2 separate regions of the Gasterosteus aculeatus genome follow, and region 1 is linked to region 2. The links are chromatin contacts, called in public Hi-C maps. All regions are on one chromosome and are shown on one strand. Each heading gives the region's core, a stretch centred on a gene start, on an enhancer-like site or on the middle of the called end of the contact. The rest is flanking DNA. Distances are from core to core; before and after follow the strand shown. Region 1 overlaps man1a2 (mannosidase, alpha, class 1A, member 2). Region 2 overlaps trim45 (tripartite motif containing 45).

What was found. A called contact is a pair of places that touch in the nucleus more often than the background predicts.
Region 1: a contact with region 2 is called in a Hi-C map of whole body, with 5 times the contacts expected there. The contact joins two enhancer-like sites. A contact is called at or near these places in 5 of 6 Hi-C or Micro-C datasets (liver, skeletal muscle, tail fin and 1 more).

Annotation. Positions count from the first base shown.
Region 1 is chr16:18,651,541-18,654,240 of fGasAcu3.hap1.1, forward strand. It overlaps man1a2 (mannosidase, alpha, class 1A, member 2), which reads left to right. Exons shown (of 14, transcript XM_078090857.1): 10 at 436-551; 11 at 1,380-1,599. Among protein-coding and RNA genes, the nearest start is that of tent5c, 9.2 kb to the right of the region's middle. Within about 2 kb of position 1,276, at least 1 of the 9 cell types and tissues checked has open chromatin away from gene starts, as enhancers often do.
Region 2 is chr16:18,608,618-18,611,317 of fGasAcu3.hap1.1, forward strand. trim45 (tripartite motif containing 45) reads left to right here. Exons shown (of 9, transcript XM_078090840.1): 5 at 1-113; 6 at 234-348; 7 at 606-732; 8 at 1,066-1,264; 9 at 1,364-1,983. The coding sequence ends at 1,220. Among protein-coding and RNA genes, the nearest start is that of LOC120833624, 5.1 kb to the left of the region's middle. Within about 2 kb of position 1,409, at least 4 of the 9 cell types and tissues checked have open chromatin away from gene starts, as enhancers often do.

The DNA of each region.
Region 1 (2,700 bases), core at 26-2,525, 43 kb after region 2:
CACACACCTCTCACACACACACACACATACACACACACGCGACAAGCCGGTCGATCTCCTCTTCATCGGTGGATTATCATCAGTTAACAGATCAGTTCACGCCGTAGTTAAACCTATTAAAGGCGGCTCGACACAGAGACTGAAACCTGCAATCACAACGTCCTCGCTCGATATCAAGGGAAAATATCACAATTAAGACTAAATCGAAAAGTTAGATATCTCCAAAGTGAAGACGGTCAAATTAAAATGAGCTGTTCATTGTTTTTAATTTTGTATTATTTGGTTGGAGGCGCCAGGGTCCAATCGGTGGATCACATTTAGTTCAGTTGGTTTTTAATGTTCTGAAGCAGATTGTGTGTGTGTGTGTGTGTGTGTGTGTGCGTGTGTTCCTCCCTCCACTCTAACCCTTTTCTTTACCCCGCCTGCTCTTTTCAGACCACACGTCGGTCGGGGGACTCGGGGACAGTTTCTACGAGTACCTGCTGAAGGCGTGGCTCATGTCGGACAAGACGGACACGGAGGCGCGCAGGACCTACGACGACGCCATCGAGGTACCGCGTGTTCGAGGGCTGCGCTCACTCCCTCCGCCATATGCAGACACGCGTCTACATGAATATAATTTACACACATTCAGAATGAGTGTAAATGCAAATAACGTAATAAATAATGAATGAATTGATCAGTAAGTCAAGACAAAAAACACAGCTGTGGCAGATGAAATATTAATTGTAGCTTTACATTAAAAACACACAATTAAAATTAATGATACGTACTCTACAAAGGGTGGTGTTGTTGGTTGTCATGGTGACGATCACTTTGCTCAGCTAGCTAAGTAGCTAACTAGCCGGCCGACTCAACCTAAATGCTTCAGCGATTGTCTCATCTGGCGAAAGCGATGTCGTCTTCTTTAGAACGGAGATAAACCGTCACTGGATTGTACCAAACGTCCTTCAGCAGAAGGTCAGGTGGGCGGGTCAGGTGGGCGGGTCAGGTGGGCGGTCAGGTGGGCGGTCAGGTGGGCGGGTCACTTTACTTACGGACGCAGCAGGAGGCGCTGGTTAGTGGCCTGTCGAGTAGATGATTGGTGTGGACGGGTTTAAAATCTGTCTTTGTTCTGTTTCCTTCGGTTTGACCCTCATGCACACACACTCAATGTCAACACACACACACACACACACACACACACACACACACACACACACTCACACTTATATATATTCTGTTCACAACCTCCACCCACATTCCTGCTGTAATAAAATCTGTGTGGACTTCATCTCTTCACTAACACACGTTTCACACGTCCTCGAGCTGCATATAAATACACTCGTACATATTCGTACACTTAATGTGTCCCCCCCCCCCCTCGCCCCTCTCTCCAGGCCATCGAGCGCCACCTGATACGCAAATCCAACGGCGGCCTGACGTTCATCGGCGAGTGGAAGAACGGCCACCTGGAGAGGAAGATGGGCCACCTGGCCTGCTTCGCCGGCGGCATGTTCGCGCTTGGCGCCGACGGCTCGCCTGACGACAAGGCCGGACACTACCTGCAGCTGGGGGCCGAGATCGCACACACCTGCCACGAGTCCTACGACCGGACGGGTGAGGAGGGGACCGAGGTGTCAAGTAACGAAGTACAAATACTTCGAAGTACAAATACTTCGTTACTGTACTTGAGTAGAAATTTTGGGTATCTATACTTTACTGGAGTATTTATTTTGTTCAGACGACTTTTTACTCCTTACATTTTCACGCAAATATCTGTACTTTTCTACTCCTCACATTTTAAAAACAGCCTCGTTACTTCCGGCTTGTCGTCGTTCAAAAACACAAAAAACCCATCCAGATAAACGGCGCCATCCGGACACAGTGGATGTGATTGTGTTTGGATGAGAAGTATAAACATTTAGCATCCAGACACCCGATGGGGAAAGTTGGTATTTAGCGACATGGACCCTCCTCCTCTTCCTCCTCCTCTTCCTCACGCAGATTATATGTAATGTTAGATGAGCATCTTCATGGTTTGTCCTAAATGTTTTATTGAGACTGGCACACAGCGACTTGCAAGCAGCGTATTAAATAAAGTGACGTGTGTCTTAATGCGGCTTTGCAAATGAACACAAAGGGATTCTGTATTTGCTCGTAAAGCCTGAACATTCTGGTTATTTGGTCAATGTTTGATAACCGACCGCTGCCAGTTCAGTGTTTCCCATCATTATACGTAGTGAACCCGGGGGAGACGCTGCAGTCTACCTCATCAATGCGAACGACGTGTGTGTGACTCGTGTCACTGGAAAATGGGTTGTGGTTTTATCTGTTTAAGTCAGATACATTTGTTGTTGTTGTTGTTGTTGTTTCCACCATCCCAACGGCAGGTCACGTGATCTGCAAGCGCCTTCTGATCACATTGTAGCGGACTGACGTGTTGTGTGAGCGAAGTTACGCATTAAGAGTTTGTCCTTAATGGAATTTCTTACATTACTTTTACTTTTATACTTTAAGTAGTTTTGAAACCAGTACTTTTATACTTAAGTAAAAAGCTTGAGTCGATACTTCAACTTCTACATGAGTCTTTTTAAACCCTAGTATCTGTACTTCTACTTGAGTAATGAATGTTCTTCAGGTGATTTTCTTTTCTCAATGGACCGCTTGATGCTCGTTTCCCCCACAGAAGTTACCGTGTTCTCCACCAGATTAAAGAAG
Region 2 (2,700 bases), core at 159-2,658:
GAGGGCGAGCGGGGCCACTTCACCCTGGTGTGCAGGGACTCGGCGGGGCAGCAGGTGCAGCGCGGTGGGGAGCACGTCCTGGTCAGCGTCGTCCACAAGGAGAAGGAGGACTGGTGAGTTCACACAGACCCTTGAGCCAGGCAGCAGCTCTATATCTATGGGGGGGGGGGGGTCTTTTGGAAGGTGATCCAGGTCCCTGGCGTCTGTCTCTGAGGACTTCTCCGTCCTTTCAGCGCGTTGGAGGTGACGGTGTCCGATGGCGCAGACGGATCCTACGGAGTCTCGTACGCAGCCGGGGAGCCGGGGCCGTACGCCGTGGGGGTCTGTGTGAAAGGTCAACACGTCAAGGTACGACGCTCAGCTCCCAGCATGCAGAGGAAGTAAATAAACAAATTAGAAATAATAAATACAATAAATCATAACATGAACGTAAAATAACATTATTTATACGTTTTATTTCTAATGGCAGATTCACTCTGCATCACAGTTTTATTTACTTACCTGCTTTACATTTATTAGAATGTCACTTTTTCCTGCTGGGATATTTGACAAGTAAAAGAGACGGGCGAACCAGCTGACTGTCCCCGTCCCGTCCCGTCCTGCAGGGTTCCCCCTTCGCTCTGCAGGTGAAGAGGAAGTTGAGGCGTCACGGCGGGACGTTCCACTGCTGCTCCTTCTGCTCCAGCGGAGGATCCAAAGAGGCTCGCTGTGGCTGCGCGGGGTCCATGCCAGGTACTCCAGTGTCCCCACGGGGACAAAGAGGACACGGGGAGAGGACGGATCTGATGGACGAGAGGGAGGCTCATCACGGAGCCATTTTCACAAAAGTGGCTCTATTTTCTCCCTGAGAAGCTTCTTCTGTCCCATAATTACAATAAAAGACATCATTTCCTTCTCCGTCCAACCCACCGTGTCCACAGAGACGTGGAGGAGGAACTCATGACTCCCTCTCAGAGGCTGATGCTGTTTTGAATAATTGAAGCTGCAACTATTTGCCCGTAAGCCGTGTCCTCCTGTTCACACCTGTCCTCCCGTCTTGTCTGTCCCGTCATTGTCCCTCTGCAGGGGGGTTCAAAGGCTGCGGTCACGGGCACAGGGGACACCCCGGGAGGCCTCACTGGTCGTGCTGCGGCAGCACGGCGGAGCGGTCCGAGTGTTTGCCCCCCAGCGTGGTGGCCGCCGTCTCTCCCCGAGGACACCTGCGGACCGTCGAGCTCTGAGGAGACGAGGAGGCGAGACCTTCTCCTGGGGCCCTCAGGAACAGGTTGACTGGATGTTATTTCTGCCAGCACCAGTTTGATGATACTTCTTTGTGACGGCCTTATTGATATTGATCATTCGTTCCTCCTGCATCCTTCTGCAGCTCCTGCATCCTTCTGCACCCCCTCCAGCCTTCTGCAGCTCCTACATCCTTCTGCACCCCCTCCAGCCTTCTGCAGCTCCTCCAGCCTTCTGCACCTCCTGCAGCCTTCTGCACCTCTCAGCGGTGTTCATGTTTCTTACGTTCTTTGCACCTGGAAGCTGCTGTCATTTTCAGAAAGGGGCTGAACTCAGTTCTTAATGTCTTCAGTGTAGAAAGTAACGAAGAATTTGCAAGTTGTGGAACTTTATTACTTTTGCATTTTTATACCGAGGAAAGTATATTTTGTGATCTAGTGCTTTACAATTGTAATTCTGTAATATAAAGATAATTCTTCTTAAAAATCCACACTGAAGACTGTTATACAAGAGAACAGATGCTTTGACATTATAACAATCTTTCATTATTATTACTTTATTAATGTCTTCATGGCTTCTGTTTCTATCTCGCCTCCTGCAAGGCGCTTTTTAATATTAACCATATGATACATCCCACCAAACGTGCCATATTTAACATGAAACCACAACTAATAGCTGATATGATTATATATAACATGAGCAGAGCCACATAATGTTTGTTATATGCTGCTGATGGAAAGTTTAATAAAGAATATTAAAGATGGACGTGACGCTGCAGTTCACTTACATTCATCTCAGACGTTCGTCAATAAACACTTTTTTACACACTTCACCTGCTGCTTTTCTTTATTAAAGGAACGCATCTCCCCCCCAAAAGGACTGTTTTCATACCAACTAGCGTCTCTCTCTCTGCACCACCGGGCGGCAGCAGAGAGCTGCTCGCCTCTTCCTTCAGTCCCCCCCTTTGACCCCAACGGTGACCGTGACCAACTTTCCGTCCTTGTTCCTGCGAATCATCTTCATTCATAATAACTCGATAAGCTGCTCGGAGCAGAGAGGTGGTTTCTGCATCATCGTTGGAGAAAAAGAGAGAAACATCTCAAGGTTGGATCTCTTTATTTCAAAGTTTGATGCTTTGGGATCTACAAAAAAAAAAAACGATTGCGGAGGAAGTTACAATATTTCATCAGCTTCATCACACAGACACACACACAGGCTGAAGATGATGAAGCGGTTGTGTGAAAGCATCAGATGTGTTGTGAGCTTTTAATGGCACTGAGACGCAGGAAGAGACGCAACATATTTTCACGCAAAACTGAGGGGTTTTTTTAAATATTGTTTTGAGGTTTACAAAATGTAATCTACTTGATCATTATAAATATCATTAAAAACACATTGCAGCATCATCTGATGTTCTTACGCTGAGGTTGATTTTTGTGGAAGAAATAAAAGTGTCGATTCAAGCTGAAGAAGCGAGCTGTG